Linked DNA regions of Mus musculus: region 2 is linked to region 1. Evidence: chromatin contacts called from public promoter capture Hi-C data. All regions are on one chromosome and are shown on one strand. The core of a region is the stretch at or near the end of the contact, and the rest is flanking DNA. Distances in the headings are between cores, read along the strand shown. Region 1 holds the start of Cox7a2 (cytochrome c oxidase subunit 7A2). Region 2 holds the start of Ibtk (inhibitor of Bruton agammaglobulinemia tyrosine kinase).

The links. Promoter capture Hi-C pulls out the DNA fragments that hold promoters and counts their contacts.
Region 2: a contact with region 1 is called in a promoter capture Hi-C map of pre-B cells. The contact joins the promoter of Ibtk here to the promoter of Cox7a2 in region 1. A contact is called at or near these places in 1 of 39 promoter capture datasets (pre-B cells) and 1 of 484 Hi-C or Micro-C datasets (CD4 T cells).

Annotation. Positions count from the first base shown.
Region 1 is chr9:79,757,019-79,763,357 of GRCm38.p6, forward strand. Cox7a2 (cytochrome c oxidase subunit 7A2) reads right to left here and starts at 2,835. Exons shown (of 4, transcript NM_009945.3): 1 at 2,622-2,835; 2 at 1,472-1,561. The coding sequence starts at 2,639. It also overlaps the pseudogene Gm51685.
Region 2 is chr9:85,747,375-85,752,965 of GRCm38.p6, forward strand. Ibtk (inhibitor of Bruton agammaglobulinemia tyrosine kinase) reads right to left here and starts at 1,960. Exons shown (of 29, transcript NM_001081282.2): 1 at 1,757-1,960.

The sequences.
Region 1 (6,339 bases), core at 1,585-4,084:
TCTTCAAGACATACCACCCAAAACAGTTATGGCATACATCTCTACTGTTAATGCTTATTATTTACCAATTCTTTTACCTTATATGTACTAATATACAAAACGGCACTGTGCTATGTAATGATGTTAGACATTTATACTCTGTTTTAATTCTCTCTTCAATGAGTACATAATATTCTATCGGGAAAAAAAGAATGTCTGAACTACATTACTCAACCCTCCAATAATTTATAGGTTGGGTTAAAATCCTTTTTCAAGTTCCTTATGCTCATGCACAGAGTCTACACAAGTATCTGAGAGAAGGCTTCTTAACTAATAGACTTGTTTACAGTATTTCCAGTACCAGCTAAACTTCTGTCTCTAATGCATACACTGCTCAGCTTGTAAAAAGCCTGTGACTGATGCTATCTTTCTCCCATACCTGGCAAACATTCTATTTTAAATATTTCTACTTATATGGCAAGGAGTGAGGTTACCACTCATTTCTGTTTGCTCTGAAAAGACTGCTCCAATAACTGCCAGAGAAGCTACAGTTTTGGTTTTTTTGTTTGTTTGTTTTTTTGATTCTAAGAACATTTAAAGTCAGGGCAGAATAGCCTTAAATCTACAAAACCGAAAAGATAATGACAGGGTCACAACCATCTCTTGGTGACACTGACACGGTCAAGCTGGTATATAAAAAATTTGTGTCCAGAAAGGGGCTTCATAGCTTTGAAGGCAAGAGCACATGGCAGAACTTCTGTTCCACCAGTGCATGGGGCCAGCAGTGGTCCTCCATCTCGATAGCCAGAGAAATCATATTCTGTCCCCATGAAATGGCATTCTCCAAACCTCTGCAGCTTCCAATCCACTAGCTAGGATGCAGGAGTTAGGGCAGGAGCAGAATACAAGGCTAACTAAGTGTCAGTCAGAACTGCAATGCCTGCCACATTCCACAGAAATCTTCATCTCGCGCCCTGACAGCTATAGTGAGATCATACATTTCTTACAAATCTGCAATTCTTTGAGTACCAGTGACACAACCATACCTAAGCTGCACATCTGTTTCTTCTCCTTCAGCAATAAAGCGTGTATTTTTAGATCTTGGTTGTTCTCCTGGGGGGGGGGGGTGTCTTTTGATGTTTCCTTAGAAGCCTTCCCCACTTAAAATTATTTACTGTACTCTTCCCTGCAGGTATGCTACACCCTGTAACAATTCCTGCTTATTTTTTGTTTCTGGACTCTTTTTTATGGTTTATGCAATTATTCCCCCAAAGATTACCAATTCATCAAATCACACACACAATTCACTGGCTTCTGCATTTTTCCCACCTCCCTGAGCACCTCTTAGACACAGCAAATAATCCTCCTTACGATAAAAAAAAAAAAAAAAAAAAAAAAAAAACCTTGAGAGCCTCTAAGAAGCAGATCCTCTGGACTTACTCTACCGTGCCAGCTCTGTTACAATTAACAATCACATAGAACACTTCAGTACCTGAAACAGCTTTTGTTTCTCTGGAACCTTGTTTTCAAAATGCCTTCGTGAAGTGGTGCTGATGGTCCTCTGGGCAATCTGACGAAGGGCCTGAAACAGAAAATTCACATGCATCGAACAAGACCTAAGAGTCCAAAGAAACCTGTAAAGGCAACTTCCAACCCTTCACACTGAAAGGAAGCTGAGATTTAAAGCATTATCGAACTTGTCAGTACTATCCAAGACTAGCATCCAGATTTTCTACATGTTGTCTATTCTCTGCTCTGTGCTTCATGTTACATATCATAGTCTTCAGAAACCATGACCTATATATAACCTGTGCCTGAAATTAATCAGTAGTATTTTATAGAACAAAACATGCTGATATACAGAAAAATAAATGATATAGACATCTTATAAGTTCTAACATTTTCATTTAATATTTGCCTATGTCAAAAATCTATTCCTGGCAGGGTAGTGGAGGCTCAAGACTTTAATCGCAGCACTAGGGAGGCAGAGGCCATGCTAGTCTACAGATTTAGTTCCAGGATAGCCAAGGCACTGAAAAATTACTTTGCAGTGGAGGGCACATGCTAGAACACTCCTGGACATCTAAGAAAAATGTAATTGGTGTTAAGTCTTAATTGTGTTAAACGATTACAAAATAAAATCAAAACACACCTTTTTAAATTTTGGAGAAATATTCACCAAGTGTTAAAGGTAATTCTGAATCGTCATTACACTTCAATCATGAAACCCATTAAATCCCAACTAAAACTGTACAATTTAGTTCTTTGGCTTACTTCTTTGAATCAGGTAAAATTTTATCTTTTCACTATGATACAAAACAAAATGACAACAAAAAGCCACCTTCCACCTAGGTTTTCCAGGTGTCCAAGATCCCCCCACTGGAGCCTACGTCAGAGCTACAGTCATAGCCATAAGCAACGGTAAGCTGTAGTGACCAAGAACCAAATGCGATCCTGCTCTTCCCTCTACGACTACCCAGAAACAGCCAGGGGCGAGTGGACGGAAGGTCAGGGAAAAGGACGCGCGGCCAAGGTGACTCCGGCTGCTGTCTTCTGCCACATTTCCAGCACGCCTTTCTGTCAGGATGCCTGACCCTCCGCCCCGACACTCCAGTACCAGCCAAACCCCCAAAGCTACCTACCAGCAGATTCCGCAACATCTTGGCTCGGTTGTTACCCACCAACCGCGACTACTGAACGCCAAAAATCGAAAGCCACCAGACCGGAAACGGAACTCCCTCCTAGCGCTGCGCGCGCGTCGAGCAAGAGGGCTCGTTCCGGGAAGAGGAGGGGCTCGCGCTCCCGACCATAGAGAGCGGAAGGCGAGCCAGAGCGACTTCTCGCAGCGGCCCGTCTAGCCTCCGGACCTCCGAAGCTATCCTTACCACTTGGCTCCGCCCTGCCGCGCCTGCCGCCGGACCCAGAATCACAATGGAAAGCAAACGCCACCCGCAATGGAGAGGCGTGAAGTCTTGCAGCCCTCTTCATACGCTCTGGTGAAGTCAGTGGACAACCAGACTACCCGGAAAGTAGCTTGTCTTGTGAGAAGGCTTTGAGCCATTGTTTACAGTCTGAAGGAACAATGGATGTCAAAGCTACGTCGTACAAGCTTAAATATTCAAAAGCTCCTCTTAATACGGATAGAGTCCAGTTTTAGGGTTTGTCTTCCACAGATGAAAGTGGGAGGCGTTAGTCTTTGTGCTGAGATCATATAGGAACGACCGATGTTGGCATCCACAGGTATGCCAACCTGTGGATCTTCTGCTAAACTCCTTGTGCTGGAAGCTCTTCCTGTGTCCCCAGACTGGAACTGGCTGACTTCGTTATTGAGTCTGGGAAAACGCTGAAAAGAGGGGAATACATTTTTAAATCCACGTTCAACACAAATATCGACTGTGTCGTGCTTTCTCAGATCCGCAGCACATTTCACTCCTGGATGGAGCTGTCAGAAGTGCGCGTATTTTACAGATAGGCTGTTAGCATTTTGCATCAGTCTTGCATAACTATTCCTCCTTACAACTGCCTTTATTCTTCTGCACACTAATGTACAAGTAAAAATAATCTACTCAACAATACAAATGTCTTTCCACCCTTTTGCAAACTCAGAAACGACTTCATTGCCATTTCAGGTAAAAGCTAATGATAAACGGGTTCCACAGTGTTGCGTGAATAAAAACTGGTAATGCTTAATTCCTTCAAATCTTGGGGTACTTTTTTCTTCATAACCTACTGTACCCCCAACACAGTCTAAATTTTCTTCCTTACCAAGTTTATAAACACCCATTATAACTGACTTTTTTTCTACCACCTCTTAATTATTCAATGTACCATCGAGCATAATTACCAACAGCTGGGGATGGGGAGTTTTGTTTTTTTTTTTTTTTTGTTTTGTTTTTTACATTTATTGTCTGTAATTGGAATTCGTTAAAGTTTGTGCTGCTGTCGCTGTTTCACCACAGGATATAAGTTTTCCCAGAACCGACTGTATACTTACCATTCCCCTAACACTAATAAAAATGGGCCTACTAGGGGGGCTGGTGAGATGGCTCAACGGGTAAGAGCGCTGACTGCTCTTCTGAAGGTCCTAAGTTCAAATCCCAGCAACCACATGGTGGCTCACAACCACCCATAATGAGATCTGATTACCTCTTCTGGTGTGTCTGAAGTCAGCTACTTACATATAATAATAAGTAAATCTTAGAAAAAAATAGGCCTACTAACCAACACTAAGTGCATACTGTTTGACATTCCTAGGAATAGTGACTGTCCAAGAAGAACCAAGAGTTTACATTAAAACTACCTATAACAGCGTTGTCACTTAGGGCAGTACAATTTTCTCTTTACTGGACCACTCCATCTACAGACACATTCCATTTTAAAAAGGAAAGGACACATATGAAACAAAACAGTGTTTCTATCCCATTCTCTCCAGAATAAAAGCAGACTTCTGCAACTTGTGTGCCCCTCCTTTTGTGTTAGTCTTTTCCAAAATCACTTCTTAGGCAAGCTTCTGCATTATCAGCCACGGATATCACAGGTGCTCATTCCCCCAGAGTACATTTTAATTTGGAAATAAACTATCAAGGCAAAGGGAGCAACATGAGTGTGGAATGCGAGCCTTTTAAGGAGGTTTCCACACACCACTCTCCTAAGAGTCCTCTTGCACGTTGATCCTTAGTTTCTGCTTGACTCCTCATCCTACCAACACCAAAATTTCAACATACCTTTCCCTAATTCATACTAAACTATTTATACTTTCATTTTTTAATCTCTTAAAGTCTCTGCAATTTCCCCCAAACATTAACATTTTTCTACCAAACCCTACAATCAAATTCTATCTGTACAACTTCAGAATCTTATCTGACCATTTATGATCTGTAACATCACCACTGCAGGCCAAGCCAGCAACATCTTGTGATTTTATTTCTGCAAAAGTCTTAATTTGTTTCGATCTTCATCTTCTGTCACTGTTGTTTCCCATCATCCAGATTTTAAAAAAAAATGCTTGTTAGAAAAAAAAAGGACTCTGTCTACACACATAAAAATCCATTGAACATAAAAGCAAATGAACAAGAACAAATCATCTAATGTGTTGGCTTCATTCCACAACTCTGTCCGTCCCAGGGCTCTTCACTAACTTGTTTCTGCATTCTTAACTGCCATTACTTGGACAGAAAAATTTGGCTTAAATTTGCCTCAATCGATCAGACTTTATTGATTAATCCTAAATTCACTAGAAATTTACTACCAGGTCTCCGAATTTATCCAATGACATAAACTAACTTTCAAAATGGGCTCCTTTCCAAAACATCAGTTTGGGGTTGTTTGCTTTGTTTTTGGTTGTTGTTGTTGTTCTTGTTCTTTATTACAAAATAGTTCTTTGGAAGAACTGCTGACATGAGATTTAACTCCAAATTTTAAAAGTTGAAGTTGCTAGGCTTATTCATTTTATAAGTCCAAGTTTAATGAAGGAATGTGTCTGAAAACTAGAATGTCTAGTGGCCTCACTTCCAGATTATTATTTCCCTTTATTGCGTATCACAGATGGATTGAGGGTTGATCATTTCTTAATATTTCTCTACCAGAAATCGTTGTGGTTGTGGTTTCTATGTTGAAACTTCATTAGCTATTACTGTTGAATGCACCAGGCCAACGGAAGAAAACTCTCAGCAGATGGCAGAGCATACTTACGTAGAGAGAGGGGAACAGACGAATAGCATGGCTGAAGACGAGAGGAGGAGGAGTTCACAGAAGGCTGGTAGCCATGACAAACATAAGTATCACTTTGAAAGTGCTTTAGGGCCATTCAAAGATTTAAGGAGTGCAGGCTTACAGTACAGATTCCATTTTAAGATAACAGTAGTTGTAAGAAAAGAATGCAAGACTCAAGTTACTAGGGCCAGAGTCAAAAGATTTTGTAATACCCCAAGGAAGGAAGGAAGGAAGGAAGGAAGGAAGGAAGGAAGGAAGGAAGGAAGGAAGGAAGGTTGGTTGAACTTAAGCAGCAGCAGGACACAGATGAATCAGGGGATCTATGCAAGTGGACACACGGTACCTTGAAAAACCTGCAGCTGAAGAGACAGGGGTTTCTACATTAATTCGTAATAGAGTAAGAGTAAGACTAACTCATTGGGCAAGGAGTATATATAGCCCAGTAGAGTCTCAGTACAACCACCTGCAGCCATTCCACCTCCAATATCTAACAAAAGAAAAGCCAGGCTTGTATGGAATGATGGCTAGTTTTGTGTTATTAACAGATTAATTCGATATAAATCACTTGTTTTTCAATTGAAAGAGTGAATTACTTGGATCTCAGGAGACTCTCAGTGAATACACATAAAAATGGCTGTAAAAATGGTA
Region 2 (5,591 bases), core at 710-3,209, 6.0 Mb after region 1:
CATGCGTGTTTACAGTGGTATGAATGACAATGGACTCCAAAGGTTCCTATGCTTGAATGCTTGGCCCCCAGTTAGTTCAACTGTTTGGGAAAGACTGGGAGGTATGGCTGTGTGTTGCTGTGACCTTGATAGATGAGGTGTGTCACTGGAGGTGAGCTTTGAAGTTTCAAATGCTCAAACCAGGCCTGGTCAGTCTCAGTCTCTGTTTGTCTCTCTTTCGGATCAGGTGTGAGCTCTCAGCTACTGCTCAGTACCATGACCCAAGTACGTAGCTTCCCTAAGGACCCTGAGCAAACCTCTGAATTTTCTCAAAGCTTCAATATTTTCATTTGTAAAAAGTGAGATTAAGGGCTGGAGAGATGGCTCAGCTGGTAAGAGCACTGACTGCTCTTCTGAATTCAAATCCCAGCAACCACATGGTGGCTCACAACCACCCTTAATGAGATCTGACACCCTCTTCTCGTGCATCTGAAGTCAGGTGCAGTGTACTTATGTATAATAATAAATAAAATCTTTGGGCTGGAGCAGTCAGGGACTGAGTGAGCGAAGTTGAACAGAGCGAGCAGAGCCGACTAGAGCAAGCAGAGGTCCTAAAAATTCAATTCCCAACTGTACAGCTACAGTGTACTCATATGCGTAAAATAAATAAATAAATAAATAAATATTTTTTAAAAAAAAAGGAAGAAAGAAAGAAAGAAGTTTGGGCATACTCATTCAGTCTAGAATTTTATAATCCACAAGCATCTTGAACGTTTAAAATGTAATGAAATCATCACACAAAAATTGGCACACAGAAAAAAAAAATTGGCACACAGAAAGCCCTTCAAACAAGATTTACTAAAAAGAAAAAAAAAAACCGAAGATTAACATATCCAATTGAAAAACTGTAAAGCTGCGATGTGACTCAAGTTTTGCAAAAACTTTTTTAGAAAACACGTTTTAGAAAATAGTTCTGTCCTCAGGTACGGTGAAGCAGGTCTCCAAATCAATAAAAACAAATGAAAGTAACTCCACTGAGAAGTGAGGAACTGATGACGAAAAACACACACACACACACACACACACACACACACACACAAAACGTTTGGTAATTTGCATATGGAGGTAACCACACTAACTATGGGGGGGGGGGGGGAACTACTTCAAATGTTACCTACTTCGAGATAAAGGAAACAGGTGCTACTCAACTTCTCCTCCTTGAAAAATATCCCCTCTGACTAACACGACTCATGTTTTATGACTGTGTTAGATAACAGAGTTAAAGACGGCTTAAATCAGGGTTGGCCATTTCCCCTCGGATCCAAAATGCCTTTGCAACCTGATAGCTACGAACAAAAGGCCCCTCTATCCTGTCTCTGCAGAACAGACCCCAGTCCACTTCCACCCAGCAGCGAATGCTCAGAGCAAGACCTGCTTCTGCAAACTCAGCAAGGCCCGCGGGAACTCAAACTTTGTAAACTCCACCAAGGGTTTAGGGGACATGGGAGCCTCTAGGAAGGGATCCAAGGGAGGTGACACCAGTCAACCCTCGGAACCAGAAAAGCATCGTCGCTGGAGGGCGTGTCGGGCAGCTTGGCGACGTAGCACTTGGCGGGACAAGGCCATTCATTAGCTGGCAGGGGCGGCGGGGCTGCGCTGCCAGGCCACCCGCCCGTGCCACGCGGCGCGAAGCTCGGCAGCCGCCCCCTCCGCGAGTTCCCTCCCCGGGCCCCGCTCCCCTGCCGGGCTGGCAGGACGCCTTCGCCGTCGCCCTCACCAGTCGCTAGATGAAGGTGCGCCGGCGGTCTCCGCGGGGCAGGCGCGCGGCCGCGCAGGGACTCATCCTTAGTGAAAGCTACCGGGGACAACGAAGGGAGCCAGGAGCCGGGACGCCCGAGTCAGCTCCGGGGACGGCTGCACGGAAAGCGACAGCCGCGACTGTCGGCGCCGGGACCGGGTTCGGGGAAACCTGAGCTAGAGCGGGCGGGACTCGGGAATAAGACGGGCGCTGATTGGCCGGAGTTCGTGTATGCCCCACAGTGATTGGTCGGGGCCTGCCCACAAGGCCTAGCGTGGCAGTACCTCAGCTGTGGCCTTTCCCTAGTATCCCAAAGGAGCATGACCCCTGCCGGCCTTGGTGCGGTCGACACTGGCTGCCGCCCTACACTCAGAACCAGTACTGCCCCTCTTGGTGCCAGATGTCACCCTAGGAGATCTGTCTCCCCGCAGGTCGACACTCGGAAAGGAGGTTAAGGCTGGGATGGAGGAAACAAGGAACTGGCTGGATGCCCAAGCACCACTCCGTAGAAACGTGGGCATCTTAGAAAAGTTGCTTCCCGGATCACTCGTAGTGGGATAACTGGAAAACCAGAGGTGTCCTCTCCCCAAGACTGGGCCCTGCTGCTCTGTGCCCCGCCTGTTGTGCCCGGATTGTCTGAGTGTCACTCTCTTTTTGTCAGAAGGCGCCATAGATTTTTCAGATCGCCACTGTGCGACCAGCTGCTGACTTGGGTCACATCTGTCTGCCTGACGCCAGGCTTACAATAGGTTTTCCTCCCTGAACTCTTAAATCTACAAGCCATTTTAAAGGTTGCAAATTGTGTGCCAATAATCAGTCCAGAACGGAAAACATACTCCTGCTGAAGTCTGATACAGAGGCGCCTTAGTAAACATGTGTTCAGGGAGGAGTAGCATGACTCAGAGAAAAACAGCACTTGGAGCCCAGAGTTGTTTGAACCTCGGCCCTGTTTGTGTTGCTGTATGAGCCACTGACACCATCATCTATTAAACGGAGTTAAACTCAATACCCTCTTAGACTGCTTCAGCCCAATTGCCTGTTTTGTAGACTTTGTAGGAAAGTAAGTTGCTAGATCAAACTGAAGGAGAGATGGAAACAGACCTAGCTCCCCAGCTCTCCTCCCAGTGCAAGGACTTAATTTGCTTTCTTACTTCCTACTCTGACCCATTCTGTAATGTATAAACAGTGACTTGGAAGGAAGCTGTGTACACACTCATGAACAAAGACGCTCAGTGATCTGGAAGCTAGTGATGTAAATAAATGTGTTGCCCTGAGTTCACATCTTTTATCTGTCTCTTCTTTGTATTGGGTAAGTCATTTAGGTTTTCTGAAGCCTTAATTTCCTCATCTGCAAAGTGGGAATGGAATACATGTTGCTGTAGTGAAAATGTGTTGATAGACGCCCGCAGCACTTAGCAGAGTGCCAAGCACACAGTAACACCACCTAGAAGTTGCCATGTCTCAAACGCTTGTAAGCATTGGGGGTACAAAATGTCCATACGGCCATAATCATATACACAAAAATTAATTGCAACTTTAACGAATCTGTGAAAGAAAATAAGAGGTTTCATCTGACCCCCCCCCCCAAAAAAAATGACAAACTAGGGAAGAAGTAGAAAATAACTAGGTGAAGCAGAAAAAGAAAGACCAGCATCATGCCAAGGAATGAATGTCTTTGCCGTTGGAGATGGGGGACGAAACTGGTCCTGCTTCAACAAGGATCAGAAAGAGAATATTAGAAAGCTGCTTACAAAGTAAAACTTATCAGCCACAGTTGCCGCGGTGCTGACCAAACTGAGACTCTGACATAACGTTATTTATTATCTATGACACGAACAGCCTGAGTTTTATATTTTTATACACTGTTGGGCTTAAAAGGAATCTAGTTGGTGGCACCAACTGATATCATAAATGCAGTAGTGTTAGGTGGCCACATAAGTTAAAACATTCCGAGCTAATAAAGATTTAATCTTTTACTGTAGAATGAAAGCAAACTGTGCAGCTTTTACCCCAAGGTGAGAATGAAGCACATAACACCAGAGGGTAAATGGTCTGCGTGATCGCTGCTGAGACAGAAGGACCCGGCTTCACCTCCTCATCCTTTTCGTTTCCTCTTCTCCCATTGCTTCTGCTCTCCCCTTTTATGCAGGTTTAGCAATATTGGTGGTTATTATATTTAAGGTTTTTTTCCCCTTCACACCTTTTCTAAAACTTTTATGCATTTTGTTTCAATTCTGGGCAATCTTTTTCTTTTCCTACTTGTTTCTGTGTTCCTTCCTAGTGTACTTTTAGTAATATTTTGGATTTTATCTTATTAGTTGTAAAGAAGCTTATGTCTTCTTTTTTATTTCCCTTATGTTTATCTAATTTATTTTTGAGCCTTCTCGTTATTGAGGAGTTCTTTTCCCTTTCTTGCTAACTGCTTCTTCATTTTTCTTTCCTTCCATAACAGTCTTCTCCACTCCTCTTCTTTTTCCTTTGACTTAACTTTGCTTCTGCTCCAGTTTGCTAAGACCTTGACTCCTTTATCTATTACAATATTAACCATAAGTGACTGTTTATCTCATGCCAGACTCCACATTAGTTTTGCCATTTTCTGTTTTGCATCTTTGGTGATATACCGAGACTTAATTGGCTTTGGTGTATTCTTATATTGCACAGTTTGATGTTGTTGCTGTTACAATAGTTCATTGTTTCCTCTCTGAGTGGTACTTTCTCTGGGAAAGGATTCTTAATGTGAAAATACTCAGATACAGCTAAAATGCATTGAGAGATATTCCACTGAAGAGATGTAAAACTTTAACACACACACACAAACCATAAGAAACATGAAAAGGCACAGCAACATAACTCTCTAAGAACATCCTGTGAAACTGTAATTCCATGATTATTGAATCCAAAGACACTGAAATAGGTACAGTGTCAGCTGAAGGTTTTTAAGGTTTACTAGTAAAATCTAGCTTAAAGAGGATGCAAACAAGCAGATGGATTCAATCTAGGGCATAAAGAAAAAAGTAATGAGCACAGAGGGGGGGAATGTCAGGAAAAAGGATGAGAAAGAAACTTAGATCAAAAAACAAAAAGAACTTTTGAAGAATAATTCTCACCAGTAGACTTAACGGAGCAGAAGAAAGAAATCAGAGATGAAGGACAGGGTAGAGGATATACTACATTCAAGCATCAATAAAACAAAAATAAATAAGCATGAACACAACATTCAAGGGCTCTGAAACATAATCAAGAAACCAATTCTAAGACTCTATTGACAGAAGGAACTGATAGAAAAATTAAGAATCTAGAAAATTTACTCACTGGAATTATAGCGCAGATTCTCCCAATTCTTAAGAAAGTAATGGACTCCCAAACACAAGAGTTCGTTATAGCCGTGAATAGATATGCCCAGAGTAGAACTCCTTCATGACATGTTATAGTCATTCATGTTGAAAACGTAAAGAAAAGAAACAATATTAACAGCAGTTAAGAGATAAACTCTAAATCACCTACAAGGGCAAGCACAGGAGAATCACATCTGCTACCTAATGAGCAGTCCTGATACTCAGGAAAAGGAAACATAGATTCCAAGACCTGGAAGGGAAAACTGTGGACCAAAACTGTTACATTCAGGAAAGCTCTCTTTAAATTGGTAGAGAAGTAAGGATGTATCAGACAAACACGGACGAACATGGCTCTTGATCACCAATCTGCAAAGGCTACTTAAGGAAGTACTATTCATAGAGTAAGAAGATGGACTCAAACACAAAATAAAACAGGAGAGGAGTGACTTAATGAAGAGTCAGAGGGAATATAGCATGTC